Regions from separate parts of the Mus musculus genome. Here region 2 is linked to region 1. Evidence: chromatin contacts called from public HiChIP or PLAC-seq data. All regions are on one chromosome and are shown on one strand. Each heading gives the region's core, a stretch centred on a gene start, on an enhancer-like site or on the middle of the called end of the contact. The rest is flanking DNA. Distances are from core to core; before and after follow the strand shown. Region 1 overlaps Wnt3a (wingless-type MMTV integration site family, member 3A). Region 2 holds the start of Prss38 (protease, serine 38).

What was found. HiChIP or PLAC-seq counts read pairs in DNA pulled down with a chosen protein or histone mark.
Region 2: an H3K27ac HiChIP or PLAC-seq map of embryonic stem cells shows a contact between it and region 1, with 7 read pairs. The contact joins the promoter of Prss38 here to the enhancer-like site in region 1. A contact is called at or near these places in 4 of 39 promoter capture datasets (cranial neural crest, hippocampal neurons, second pharyngeal arch cranial neural crest and 1 more), 2 of 115 datasets of contacts at active chromatin or transcription factors (both in embryonic stem cells) and 2 of 9 other capture datasets (adipose tissue and liver).

The regions. Positions count from the first base shown.
Region 1 is chr11:59,278,487-59,285,812 of GRCm38.p6, forward strand. All of the region lies in intron 1 of Wnt3a (wingless-type MMTV integration site family, member 3A), which reads right to left. Among named protein-coding and RNA genes, the nearest start is that of Wnt3a, 8.6 kb to the right of the region's middle. Within about 2 kb of position 3,850, at least 19 of the 459 cell types and tissues checked have an H3K27ac peak or open chromatin away from gene starts, as enhancers often do. A contact at or near this core is called in embryonic stem cells, where this site is marked.
Region 2 is chr11:59,372,012-59,379,337 of GRCm38.p6, forward strand. It overlaps Prss38 (protease, serine 38), which reads right to left and starts at 3,642. Exons shown (of 5, transcript NM_001045521.1): 1 at 3,484-3,642; 2 at 3,146-3,308; 3 at 2,155-2,426; 4 at 1,415-1,557; 5 at 658-1,159. The coding sequence starts at 3,619. The coding sequence ends at 905. Gm15755 (a long non-coding RNA gene) reads left to right here and starts at 3,403. Exons shown (of 3, transcript XR_388692.4): 1 at 3,403-3,874; 2 at 6,415-6,482.

The DNA.
Region 1 (7,326 bases), core at 2,600-5,099:
TGGGAAGGAATGCTGAAGACTGAACAGGGTGGCTGTCATACGATGGAGACGGGCAGGCAGGGTTGAGGAGGTTCGATAAACTTCTGGACTTCAGCTGGGCTGTGATGGTCAGCTTAGGTTTGTATTAGTTTGTTTAGTTCTGTCTGTCTGTCTGCCTGCCTGTCTGTCTCTCATGTAGTGCAGACTAACTTCCAGTTTGCTAAGTTGCTAAAGATGACCTTAAAATCCTCCTCCCCCTGTCTCTACTTCCCGAGTGTGTGCGAGGCAAGCATTCTACTAACTAAACTCTACCCTGGAACTCACTCTCTAGACCAGGCTAGCCTCAAACTCACAGAGATCCACCTGCCTCTGCCTCCTCCAGAGTGCTGGAATTGAAGGCATGTGCTACCATGCCCAGTTTTTCCAAACATGTTCAATTTTCAGCTGGCTAAGCCTGTGCCTACAGAATACAGAAGGAAAGCTGTACAAAGTCAAACATTTATTCATTTATTTATTTTTCTGTTTTTGAGACAGAGTCCCATATATCTCAGTCTCTAATTCTTCATGTAGCCAATGAATTTCTGACCCTCCCCAGGACTTTCTCAAGTGTTCTCCTAAACTTCTGGCTAACTTACCATTTCCTGGCTCTCTCCCTCCTCCTCCTTCTCCACTAATGAGACTTGCCCCAGCCAGGCAACTACTACTAAGCAACAAGCTCAGCCTAGCTCAGGCTAGCCCGGGCTAGGTAGCTCAGACTAGCCTCAAACTCATGATTCTTTAGACTCAACCTCCCTCACCGGGGACCACAAGTATGTACTGGTTTACTCTTTCTTAACATCAGAATGAGGGGACACTGTCTCCAAGGTGAGTGCCAGGAGCCCTTTGTACAGTCATCAAGACACATTCCAGGGTGGGAGAGAGATTTCAGTGACTAAAGGTGCCTATTGCCAAGCCTGACAAACATCATTGATTCCCTAGAATCTACACTGTGGATGGAGAGAACAGATTCCTGAAGTTGTCCTCCGACCCCCCCACCCCAAGCATGCTGTGGCCTGTGCACAAGTGCAAATGAACACATACAATAAATAAATAAAATATATTTAAAATGAAAAACTAAACAAAACAGCCCAGAAGGAAAGTGGAGACAGCACAGCTATGAGGAACCAAATCAGCTGAGCTATAGGAAGGCGAGCAAGGTGGAATTTTTTAGGGGGCGGGGGGGAGGTCCTGCTATTGTGTGTGCTAGACTTCTACAGGCTGCGCTAAACAGCAACAGCATCTGTAACCTTCTTCTCCAGTTCTCACCCACTATGATGATAGCTGTCTTCCCTCAGTGATGTGGCTGTAACAGCAGCGTGTCATCTCCTTTTGCGATCCAGGGTGAGGTCCCATGGCAATGAGCAGAGCTGGGGGTGAGAATGTTATTTCTTGTCCCATTGGGAGCATGGGCACGGGATTAGCACTGAGACACTGCACAGGAGTATGATTCAGCGGTCCCTATGCCCACCAGGTTTCTACAGCTTAGGCTGAGTACAGCTGCTCTCTAGCACACACAGCTGCCTGACTCCATCCCCTATCCCCAGAAGCCTCTCCAAGCCCAGAATCTAGCAGCACCTCAAATTCTGAGGTATTCCCAGAGTTCTGAGGTCCAAAACTATGCCCAGAATGTCAGGACTTTGGGGCATACACTGAGTTCTAAGTTTATGCTACTCGTGTGCTTTCAGAAGTTGGATCCAAAGCATGGAGTTTGCCTCCGAGTTTCTGGCTCTGAGACCACAGAGGGACTCTCAGGGGCTACCCTAAGCCACAGCCACCCAGTCCTGGAGAACTCAGTCCTACAAAAACACAAAATGAGCCCCAACAATGCGAGTGAGGTTAGAAGTGGCTTCCTGGTCTGGCTGACACCTTGAGCTGCAAAAGTTCTTAAATCTGGGGCATCTGCTCTGCTCTGACAAGAACCAAGGGGCACAGCACTGTTCTTCTCACTGCACTGGATTCTTCTACCCCTACCTGAGTCCCAACACCCAGAACAAAAAGGCATCTCTGGGAGATGCCACCTTTTAGGCACCTTGTGTCCAAGCTCCAGGGGCACATGACACAACGACATGCCACAAGCTTGTTGGCTTAGCCTGTGGACAGCTGCCCCTTCCTGATGCTACTCAGGACCTTTCCACAGATCATCTCTTGCTGTGTGTGTCCCTTCAGATCTCTCATCATTGTCCCATTCCCATATCTGCCCACCCTCAGCTCCAGTTGCCCTGGGTGGAGCTCACGAGTGATATGTTCACAGACCCTGTATGTGACAAACTAGGACAGGTGCGACCCAAGACCACCTGGGACAAGAAACCAAGGCTTGGTGAGTGGAGCCTATATCAAGACTTCAGGTTGATATGGCAAAAACAATGGTCCCCAAGGCACACTGGCTCCCAAGGGCACCCCCTCACGCATTCCTGTTCAGGTGTGAACACATGCACTAGATGGGCAGGGATCAATCCTGTATGTTGTTCCTTAGGAACTATGTCTTGTTATAGGGTCTTTCATTGGAACCTATAGCTTATTTTAGGCTAGGCTGGCTGGTCAGTGAACTTCGGGGGCCTGCCTGTCTTTCCATCCTCAACACTGGTATTTCAAAACTATACTACCAGATAATTTTTTTATGTGTGTCCTAAGGATCAAACACAGGTCTTTGTGCTTGTGTAACAGATACATAATCTACTGACTGAGCCATCCTCTTGGCCCTGATACACTGTAATAGTCTTAAAATGTATTAAGCAAAGTAACATTCATGAATGAGTCCAATACAGAGAAATGCATCAAGCCGAACTGTGCAGCTAGCACATCAAAATGAGACAGTGTTACAAAAGAGGCAGGCTTCACTTACAGGACCACTTCCATCAAGGGAGAGTCACCAAGGGAGATGAGAGCAATGATCTTAACTGTGAGGACTCATCTCATCATCTCATCACTGTGCTGGTCTATTCTGGTCTGCCCTCTGAGACTCTTGGAGCCTCAGTGTCCCTAGCTGAACCGTAGGTGACCAACCGTAGGGTTGGAGCATAGTGACAGAAACACAGTTTTAAGCTGCTGATCTGAGGTCTCTTCTAGCCTGACATTCCATAACTGTAAAGATACTCCAAAGACAAGCATTTTGCTAAGGCTTGAGTCCAAACTCGAAACACCTGAGTGCCTTCCTGGGCCCTGACCTGGCCTTTGCCACCTGCCTTTTCTGCTTTCTCCACCTGATTCTCCCAGAACTTAATGATAGACATAATTTCCCCTAGACATCTGAAATTCCACTGGCCTCTTGAGCCATTGCTCTCTCTTAAAGGCCAATACTTATCAGATCCAACCCCCAAGAGATATCAGGGGTTGGAGAAGGGACAGGGACCAGTGGGACCTGAGCCCTGGCAGTTAGCCAGTCGCCCTTGCCTGCTTACAAGGCCCAAGAGACAGCTACCAGCCAGACAAACGGGGGTCTTCATCCCATCCAAAACGCACCTAGTCTTTCCTGAGCCCCTGGGCCCGCCCTGAGCCTCCAGGAGTGTTGTATGAACTCTTCCCTCCCCTTTCACACAGGATCCCTCTAACGTGTGTAAACCCATGTGCAGACAAAGACAGAGAACCCTCAGGTTACTCAAAGGACCCCGTGTCCTGACTTAGGCTGAGCCCTTATCTTTTGCCCAGGAAGAGCATTAAGAATGGGAGACCCTGTAACCAGTCACTTCCAATCCACATCCAGCTCCTCCAGTTGTGAGGTCACCGTAAGGTCTGAACCCTGCCTTGGGGTGATGGAAACAGCTAGGGCAGGAGGGCCCTGCCTGGGCCTGGGGAGAAGCTGGGAGGAGGCACACCCTCGCTGCACCCATTTCTCTGCACCTGGCCTTTGTGATTCACGGTGGGAGGAATTCATTCCATTTCCCCTCTCTCTGCCAACCAGGGTGGAGGACAGCCTCTTGGGAGAAGCCTACAATCTTACTTTCGGCTAGAATTTTAACTGTCCAACTTGACATCACATTGTAAGGTCCTCTGGACAAACCCCCACCAAATAAAATTAGTGTTCTCCTGCCATTCCTTCTCTGAAAGGTCCAGCCACCCCACCCCACCCCAAGCCTTTTCTTGGGTCCTAGCAGAAGGACTGGCAGCCAAAGTTAGGCAGTGGACCCTAAGCACTTCAGACCTCAGGTAACTGCTGAGGCCGCCCTCAAAATGATCCCAAAATGCAGATGTTTAAACTATGCCTTAGAAAGTGAGGCTGAAACTTTTTATCCTTACAAAAGCATGCGCGCGCACGCGCGCGAGCGTGTGTGTGTGTGTGTGTGTGTGTGTGTGTGTGTGTGTCAAACAAGAACAAGCCACACCAGTGAAAATGCCCGTGTTATGCCAATCAGATCTCAGACTCCTCTTGCTTTCATTTTCACTAATGCTGTTAATTTTTTATTACTTGTTCCTAGTTTGTCTTTAAAGGGGTAGGCATCGCCGTCTACTTAGAGCTCGCTATGTTTTGGAACATAGCCCCATCCTTAGACTAGGAGTTTCATCCTGTGGCTGCAGCCACGTGAGCCACGCCTGCAGCCGGCAAACACTAATGGTTTTTCTCCCTCCTCCTTCCCTTGCTCCTGTTGAAAGGCCGGGCACCTGGCCAGGGATATAGCAGAGACGCTGGCTGTGACATGCAGTAGAGGAAGGAGGCTGGTCCAGGACTGGGAGATGGGCAGCAGGCCAGCCCAGCCTGGGCCAGCACTGGCCTCCCTGGGCCAAGGCTCCCCAGCTTCTATTTGGTCGCAAGTAGATTTTCCCATCCTTGTGTCATGGCACCAGTTCCATGTGAGCTACTGTCGAGCCTCCAGGAGCAAGCAGGGGACCCACTGTTATTTATGGTGGAAGCTTGTAGTCAGGCGGACAGGGGCTGTGTGAAGAAGTAACTTGGTGCTGAAGTGGGTTGCATTTGGACAGACATAGGTGAGGAGGCCAGGCTACAGTACTGTTATTCACTTGAGTACTGTGACACCCTTTCCTGGTGTCCTGGGCTTTAGTTTCCCTATTTACCCAATGAGGTGGTAGGCTTTATTCTAACTGAGGCTTCAAGATAGGAGTGGGACATATAAGTCTCCATTGCTTTTCTGACTTTAGAGAGTCACATCCTATGGACAGAGCCTCTGCGTGCATGTGCTCTCACGTTTGTGTGTGTGTGTGTGTGTGTGTGTGTGTGTGTGTGTGTGTGTGCGAGTGCTACCTGCCTGTCTGGGACTGTGTCTGTCCACCTCTCCCTGCATCTATATCTGGTGCAGGAAGTGCCTTGCTTGCCTGACTTCTCTTATCCGCTGCTGGCATGGAATCAGGCACAGTAAGCACTGAGTTGGATCCTAGCAGGTAGGGTTCCTAAGGCTCTGCCCAGGCCCAGAGGGAACAAGGAGGATCATGAGTAGAGAAGTCTCTGTTGATAAGGGTCCTGGGCCAGAATGCTGTGGGTCCCACTCAGGCCTTTCTCTCTGGAGCACTGGGCCTCTCAGTGACATCACCAGGCTTCCACACTCATACCTGAGACCCAGGGTATGGGACTCACTCTGTTCATGGACAAAGCACACTGTCCTCTTTTGAATGGGGCTGTCCAGGAACCATTCAGATGGAGAGCTGTCCCCACGGTACCTGTGTTCCTGAGATCCCCAACAATCCGCTGCCTTCCCACGAATGGACAGCATCCCCAGAAAATGGAAGCCCTCCTTGAGGATCCAGCACTTTCTGAGTTGGGGAGGGGTCCCAAGTCCTTACTCCAGTCAGCACAGGGCCCTGCCTGAAGCCTTCCCAGCCAGCGCCTGTCCTGCCCCGCCGGGCCAGCAGGATTACTGACACATACTTTGAACGAGTCCTGGCAGGCGGGAGGCTCCCGCGCCGGCGGCCATGTGTTTGCCAGCCTCTCTGGGCGGCAGCGGCACGTTCTGCTGGTGAAGGAATGTGGAAGCACTAATGTATCAGACACCTCGAGGGTGTCACCTGGGGAGCCCTGGAGGGAGACCTAGGTAGAGGCAGAGGCCAGGTTCCTCTAGGTCTCAGAGCTGGAAGGTTGTCACATGGTGGGATGGGGGAAAGTATCAGAAATATTCAAACATGTCCCCGCGTCCACCATGCTTCAGTACAGCGCCTATTGTCCACTGGAAAGACTCTGTTCGGGCATCCACTCAACTCAACCCACTGGTTGGCTGCAAAGGGCAAAAGAGCAAGGCCAGGGGAGAGAAAGGAAGCTGTACTGACTGGGTCTGCTTGACTTTGATGATAGGTGTTAGAAGGGTGCTCTTTCCAAAGGGAGTGGTGTGCTCCTGGGTACAGGTGGCAAGGCCCACATAGCTAAGGCCTCTCTGGCCATGGGCCTGTGTCTTCTCTCTGAGCTTTAGTCCCAGAACTCTCTCTAAATGCAGCATGTGATCAACAGCTCACCACAGAGACAAGTTTCCTCCAGCTGCACACGGTGGAGTTGAGGGCTTTGTGAATTCTAAGGAGGGCTATGTGGCTCTTGTGTTGTTAACGGTCTCCTGGAAGTTTCAGCCTTCAGAATGGAAGGGAAGTGGCCAGCTCCCTTTCTCAGCCTTGGATTCTGCCACTCACCGAGTCCTTGCTAGCAAGACTGGTATGAGGACAAGCCCTCAGGAAGCCTTTTCACGCCCTGAACCTAGGTCAGCTTCCTGCCAGTTCTCTACATCCTCGGCTGCAGCCTCTGAGGCCAAGCAAAAGACAAAGCCTCCTTCTCCAGAGGGAGTTGGAGATCCAAATGGTCCTTCCTGAACCCTCTCAGCCCAATAGCCTAATTCTTCACCTTCCCAGAACAAAGGCAAATGCAGAAATCCCAAAGGCTGGGCCAGCAGTCCTCACATTCGAGAACTAGGGTATAGGTAGAGAAAGAGCTCTGCTGATGAGTGATTTCAGCCTGCTACACAGGCTCAGATGCCTACCAGACCAAGCAGAGAAGAACCGGACTTGTTGGTGCACTGTCATTAAGCTGCGGCAATACCCACCACCACCACCAACACCACACAGAGAGAGATGCACTTCTTCACAGAGAATTGACTGATCTTTTACAGTTAGGCTCTGGTCATGTATCAAAAAGCACTGATCATATTCTGATTCTCAGGGCCAAGGTGACAAATCTGAGTCCTGTTTCCTGAATCCTGAACCATACCAAAAGAAGATGTTGAGTTGCTAAGGGTCTGACCCTCCAGGCCAAAGGTTTTTTTAGTTTTAGTTTTGTTTTCCCCCCTGAGATAGGGTCTATGTGTATAGCCCTGGCTGACCTGGAACTCATTTTGTAGACCAGGCTGGCCTCAAACTCAGAGATCTGCCTGCCTCTGCCTCTGC
Region 2 (7,326 bases), core at 2,392-4,891, 93 kb after region 1:
TTGAGGCGGGCATAATCTGGGGCACAGATCCTGCAGACATCAGACTTGGTGCTTAGGGAGTTTCTGCTCACTCATTTCCACACGTACCCTTTTGGCTTCTTCCCCTGTGCCTGCTTATTCTCAGCTCCTGTTTTCTCCTTTCCCACTTGGGATACTTCCATATTTCAAAACTCTTTTTTGACAACATTTAAACTGTGGTCTCTCCCCTCATTTGGGCTGTACCCATAGATCTATCCAGGTCAGTGTCTAGAAAAGCTGTTTGTTTTATATTTCTTCCCCCTCCCCAGAACTTCATTATATGGATGTGAGTGTTTTGCCCACATGTATGTCTGTGTGCCTCATGTGTGCCTTGGTGTCTGGTGCCTGTGGAAGCCAGAGTTAGGCACTGGATCCCTAAAATTGGAGTTACAAATGGTTGTGAGCTACCAGGTTGGTTCTGGGAATTGAACCTGGGTCCTCTATAAAGCCAGTGCTCTTACCCACTGAGCCATCTTTCCAACCTCCTGTACCTACCTTTTCACGTGGTGGGCACTTGCCTGACCGTGTCTGGATAACCTACTTTCTATGTGTGGATTTCTACCTACTGCACAGGGAAGGTGCCTGTAATAACACCAGAGCACGCATGAAGCGAGGATGGGAGCTCTGAGGCATTTGTTTCACAAATCTTTAATAACTTTTGACTGTCACATGAGTAGAATCCAAGCTCTTGGTTCACCCTAGCTTTCCCCCAACTCTCCCTCCTGGTCCTGCCCCTCTCCACATCTCATGCTCAGCCTCTTACAGACTTAGAGTCTGGGACAAGTGTCCTGACTTCATGGAACAAGATGCGTGGAAGCAGGATTTGAGAGCTAGAGAGGATAGAAACAGGGCATGTGGCAGCTCAAGTGGGTGGGCGTCTCCGTCCTCACAAAACCAGCAGGTGCCCCATTATGGTCACAAAAATGATTAAGGTGTTTTTCGGGGATGAAGAGAGGGACGGGAGTATCTGAGGAGGATTGGGTATGATTTGTAAGTGATAACGGATCCAACTCAAAAAATAGGAGACATTGGCAAACACTCCTGGGTACAGGGGTTGGGCACAACCACGCCCCCAGCTCACTATTCCAATCTGCAACCAGGTCTGGTTCTGCTTACATACCAGTGGACTGCCAGAGTCACCCTGAAAAGGAAGAGGGGCTTTCTGTGATCTACTAGACCAGGTATGCCCCTCAGGTGCAGAATGAGCGTCCATCCCCTCCCCTCCATGTAGCCCCCTCTCTGGCTGCAACAGAGCCCAGAGCCTCAGCACTGAGGTCTGATACAAGCGTATATTGATCATCCACTGTCTGTCTGGGTTCAGCCACCCCCAACCAACAGTCCCCTGCTTACATCAGAGCCAGCTCTGATCTGAAAAAAAAAAAAAAATGGGACATACCTCACACACATTCTTCATTGTCTTGATGTCTGCAGCACACAACATTTCTGGCAGGAGGTAGGAGCTTAATCCATAGAGCAGCTGACACTGGAACCTAGGGATTAGTGGCAACTGGGCTTCCAATAGCTCGTTCCCGGTTTCGCCTGTGAGGGGAGACGGGAGAGGAACTGCCAGGTGAGGATGTGTATCTGAGTTCAGCTAGGTCTTTCTTAGTCCTGGAAGGCAAGGAGGCAAAGACATTCTTGTGTTCTTGGTTAATGGAGGAGAAATCTAGAAGAAATACCCACTCAAAGAGAGCCCTCTCCACAAGCAAGAGTCACCAACACACAGGGAGGCCATGTCCTACACAGGGAAGCCCCACCCACACAGGGAAGCCCCACCCACACAGGGAAGCCCCACCCACACAGGGAAGCCCAGTCCAATCAGGAGGAGTTTGTTTTTCACACACATCATTCTGTCCTCCTTTCACACATATTTTGTTGTTGCTGTTTCAATGTGGATAATTTCTACTGATCTATCCCCAAGGCTACTGATTCCCCCTAAGCCCACCATAGACCCCATAAAGGAATTTTTCATATCTGAGAGCTGGTTTTTTGTTTTTGTTTTTGTTTTAAATTTCCAATGGGTTATTTCCTTAGAATCTGCATCTTTTGGCTTAAGCTGTTCTCCTAACCATCTTCCCAGACGCCAGGGAGAGCCATTCTATGCTCTGCTCCCATGAGATCTTACTTAGCTCATACCTTGTGGCGAGATCATTCCCCATCCGGTAGTCCAGCAAGACAGATTGATGAGGTACAAGTCGGAAGGTGGCAAGCAAATTGGGAGCACAAAGTCAGAAAATACGATGGCGCTCTTCAATTGCACTAGCGCCACGTCCCCTCCAATAGGGTGGTACATCTGGAAGGTGGGGTGAATGATCACCTGGTAAATCTCAAACCACTGAGTATGTCTGTTGGCCTTCTCAAGGTTGGTGATGCCCACATATATATCATAGGTTTCGAGTTTCTTCCCCCTGCCAAGCAGAACAGAAGCCAACTGCTTGCAGCCCCCTGTCTCACCAGCCCACAGACAGGGTCTGCCGGGTTGGAAAGCGTGAGCCTGCTTGCAGCACAGTGTAGGCCTATCTGACAGTCTGACCTCAGAGGTCCTGATTTAGACTGAAGGAGACTTGGGGATCAAGTCTTAGGAGCCTGTGTCTGGGCTTTGAGAGCCAGATAGTCATGCAATGGGCCCCTCTGTGGCCTCCTCCTGAATAGCTGATTAAACCCTGTGGGCCTGACTGGATGAGGCTTGGGAGACAGGGCCATCTGACCAAAGAAGGTTCTGTGGAGGAACACGGTTTCTAGTGTGGAGGACCTTGCTGGAGGAGGGAGGGTAAGCTGGGGGCAGGGGCACACTGTAAATGGAGACTTCTCAAGTGGGGATGTAGCCTGGTCTGTAAAGGACTGTGCTCAAGAGGCCAGGCCATGCACCTAAGTACTGACTGGCCCAGTCAGCTAGGGCTGATAAATCCAAGCTGGTCCACTGGGAGCAGCTTGAAGTCTGAGATCAAGGGAATGAGTGCATCAGCTATGGTGTTTAGGTTGGGGGTTGGAGGAGGGTGTGTGTGGGGGGGGGGGCACGACTTCAACAATGACTGCAGCAGTCCAAGCCATGGGCACATGGTCGAGTCCTCTCCTTTCCTGTGTCCCTGCTCCACTCATCACCCCTAACAGCTCCTGAACCTCTCACCTGTCAAAGCAGTGTGCTGCCGACAGCACCCAGTAGGCACTGAGGATGGAGCCACCACAGATGTGAAAGCCAGAGTAATGCAAGCTGACCTGCCACGGCCATTTCCGATCACGAGCAAACTCTCCACCCAAGAGCTTGCCTTGCAGGACTGGCTGGCCACAGGCTGAGGAGGGGGACAAATGCAGAGTGGGCCCAAAGCCACACCACAGGAGGGGCGGGCCACGGAGGGAGGAAGGGACATCGTGTATTTGAGTGGGGAGGGGCCAGGCCAGGGCTTAGGGCCGAGGTTCCACCCAGGGAGAAAGGATCACCACCGAGACCCTGGGACAGGGGCCTACCCACGTCACCGCTCAGTGAATTTGCCTGGCTTTTTGGGTGTCGGCGACTAACTGATGTGACCCAGGTTGGGGAAGCCAGTAGAAGCGGAAACAGCAGGTATCCCAGGACGCCCAAGCCGGAAGTGAGGGCGGCCATGAAGCCAGAGTCGCAGCCCAGCAGGAGAGGGCAGCTGACCAGGAAATGTGACAGCGCCTCCACTGGTGAGGACGTGAACTGGACACGTGACGGCCCCTGGATCCTGGATGCGTTGGTGGCATCCCCAGCAGGTGACTTTGAACTAGCGGATGTGGATGGAAGGAACCTGAACTGTGTGGAGGCTGATACTGCAGATTGCCAACAGGACCACTCTGCCAACAGGGCAGGATGCCAGACGACCTAACCTCACCTCAGGTACGGGCGACAGACACTACCTGCGACACACACACACACACCATGGTCAGACTTGGATATACAAGTTCTTTTTGAGGATTCTGTGTTTCAAATTCCATTGCTCTAAGATCTCTCAGTGGCCGACTCAGATCTGTAAGATTTTTACTATTTACACATGCACCATCTACTATGAAATCTTTTTTTAAAATTAAGCCTTTGTTTATATACAGTAAAATCTACCCCTTCTTGTAAATTTTGACAACCCTTTTTTTTTACTTTCAAGGGAGGATCCCAGCTGATAGATAATGGTGGTGTATGCCTTTAATCCCATCACTGGGAAGGCAGGTCACCTATGGCCTTAGAGGTTCATTCATGTATGCATAGCTTCACCCACATAGATACACACAATTTAAAAGCTATTTTAAAAATACTATTTATTTATTATTAGTTATACGAGTACACTGTAGCTTACTTCTGACACACACCAAAAGAGTGTATCAGATCCCATAACAGATGGTTGGGAGCCACCATGTGGTTGCTGGGAATTGAACTCAGGACCTCTGGAAGAGCAGTCAGTGCTCTTAACCACTGAGCCATCTCTCCAGCCTTAAAAGCTATTTTAAGGAGAAGATTCCATAAGACTATGAAATAAAGGATGAGAAAAATTACAAAACTTTACGAGAGTTGTCGAAGTCAAAGGGATGGAGCTGTCCTGTGCACTTGGGTGTGATGTCATAAATATACTGTATACTTATACTGGGCATAAAGGTTGATGTCATAAACACAGCTGTTTCTGATCACACTAGATTCACAGCAAGTCTGAACAGAAGGCAAACAAGAAGAATTCTAAGGCTTCAGCAATTAAGATTATCAGTAAGGTACAGCCTAGAACAAAAACTAACAGGGGCAGGGAGAGACACGATGGAATTGTCTTCATCAATTCAGATGTTAAAACAAAACTCAGCCAGGCGTGGTGGTGCATGCCTTTAATCCCAGCACTTGGGAGGCAGAAGCGGGTGGATTTCTGAGTTCGAGGCCAGCCTGGTTTACAAAGTGAGTTCCAGGACAGCCAGGGCTATACAGAGAAACCCTGTCTCAAAAAAAAAACAAAAAAACAAAAAAACAAAAACAAAAAACAAAAAACAAAAAAACCCTCCAAGACTAGAGATGGTTTCGTGATTAAGAGCTAATGCTGCTCTTCCAGGGGACCTGGGTTTAATTCCCAGCACCCATGTTGTGGCTCACAACCATCTGCCACACCAGTCCCAAGGGACCCAACCCAATACCCTCTCCCGGCCTCTCCTCAAGCACTGCACACACATGATACACACACATGATACACACACATGATACACAGACATGATACACACACATGATACACACACATGATACACAGACATGATACACAGACATGCACACACATGATACACAGACATACACACACATGATACACAGACATACATGCAGGCAAAACATCTATACATATTTTAAAAAGAAAGAAAAGAAAAAAAAATCATTAAAAAAATTTAATCAGGCTAGATGGCTTGTGAAAACAGACAGTATTCTTTGCCTTTGGGGGCTGGGGTTCTGAGATTAGAAGGCCAGCATTGCGCTGTCAAGCTCCTCGTGGCTTACAGAGTGGAATCTGCTGCTCACGTCCTCACAGCGGCAAGGCTGCGAGAACTCCGAAGCCCCTTCTGTAAGGACACGACTGTCATTCACATGCATCACCACCATCACCCCCAAGGTGTCATCACTCTTCTTGGAGTCAAGACTCCAAGCCCTGAAGGGGAAGGAGGCAAACTTCAGTCTATTACTGAAATGAATCCCAGACTTAGATCTTTACACAGAGCACACAGCACTCAAGAGGCACACACTGTCAGTGAAAAGTCTGTTGGACACAGGATCTGCAGAGGGCGAGAATGTGATCTCACCACACCCTTTATACAGAGCTGAGCTAAAGTGATCAAGAAAGTGCTTTACAACTTTAGGTTGAAATGCAAGACAAGCTTCCGGTGACAATGAGCAACCCTCCTCCTAAGACAAGGAAAATCTCATGGCAGCACACAAATGTCATCTCCATAGAAGCAGGAAATATCTAAAGCATGGTGATGACTCCCCTGAGTAAGCTAGGCTAGCGAGGAGATCCTGGAACCCAGGCTATCCCGCCCTTTCGGGAAGGGCCAGGAAGGGACTCTGTCATTTTTGGCATCTTTCTGGGTTAAGGAAACAAATAGGAGTCCAGGACCCATCAAGGGTGTGGGCCATACTCAGCCACACCTGCTTTTGACTGAAAACAAAGAGGAGTGTGCCCAAAGGGTGAGGGGATGGGCAGAGGCAAGTCAGCACTCTGCTGGACAGTAGCCCAGCTTAGCATCATCTGGGTGGCTCAGGCCCTAAACTCAGGAATTCTCAAGTTCTCCAGCCCTCAGCTCAGTGTAACTGCAGGTGGCTGGGGGGTCTGTATCTGCAGCAAATGCAAAAAGGAGCTTTCCAGAACACCACCAGCCTTGCCCTAGCTATTGCTTATTTCTGCAAATAACATTTAGATATTTCTCCAGCCCAGGAGCAAAGACGAAAGAAACCTGAGAGGAGATATGGTGAAGGAGAAGCAGCCCAAAAACAGATGGTAAGAAACCTAGGCACTTGAATTATCAGCCAGAGACATAAAGGTCATGGTTTGTTGTGCTAGAGTCGGGGAGGAGAATCTAGGTCTCTAAATTTCTATTTTTCTCAACAACTGGACAGTATACAGCTAAGATTAAAAAAAAAAACCCACCATGAAACACCTAGAATTAAAAACCCCAAAAACCCAACTCAGAGCTCCCTGAATGGCCTTAACAAGAGTTTAGGCCCAGATGAAGGCAGAATCCATGAAACAGGGTGCAAGTCCAAAGAAGCTACTCACAGTAGGAGGAAATGGGATACTTGGAAAGAAGTGTGAGGTGCTTTAATGCTGGATGTGTCTCCCCCTCCTCTCTCCTTCCCCTCCTCCCTCCCCCCTCCTCCCTCTCACTCCTCTTTCCCTGGTTCCCCTTTTCCATTCCTCCCTCTTTCCACCTCCTCCCTCTCATTTCTCTTCCCCTGACTCCCCTTTTCCACTCCTCCCCATCCTTCCCTCCTCCTCCTCTTTCTTCTGGATCCTCCTCTTCCTCTTAGTTTCAGTAAACTATAATTTTTCTTTTTCTGTCTTTTTTTTTTTCCCTCTTTCAGTTTCTGATTGTTTGTTTGACACAGGGCCTCACACTGTCCTGCCTGGCCTGGAACTTGCTATGCCACTGAGGTAGTTACCATTTGGTGGATATATTTTCATTGTACAGACAGGAAAAGGAGACAGGTAGCCTTGATGTTTGTGCAAACTTATGAATGTATTAATGCCATTTAATTGTACACTTAAAAGTGCATGATGGTAAATGTTATGTTTCTTTCAATTAGTGTTTATTAATTATACAAAATAATGGGTTTGCATAGTG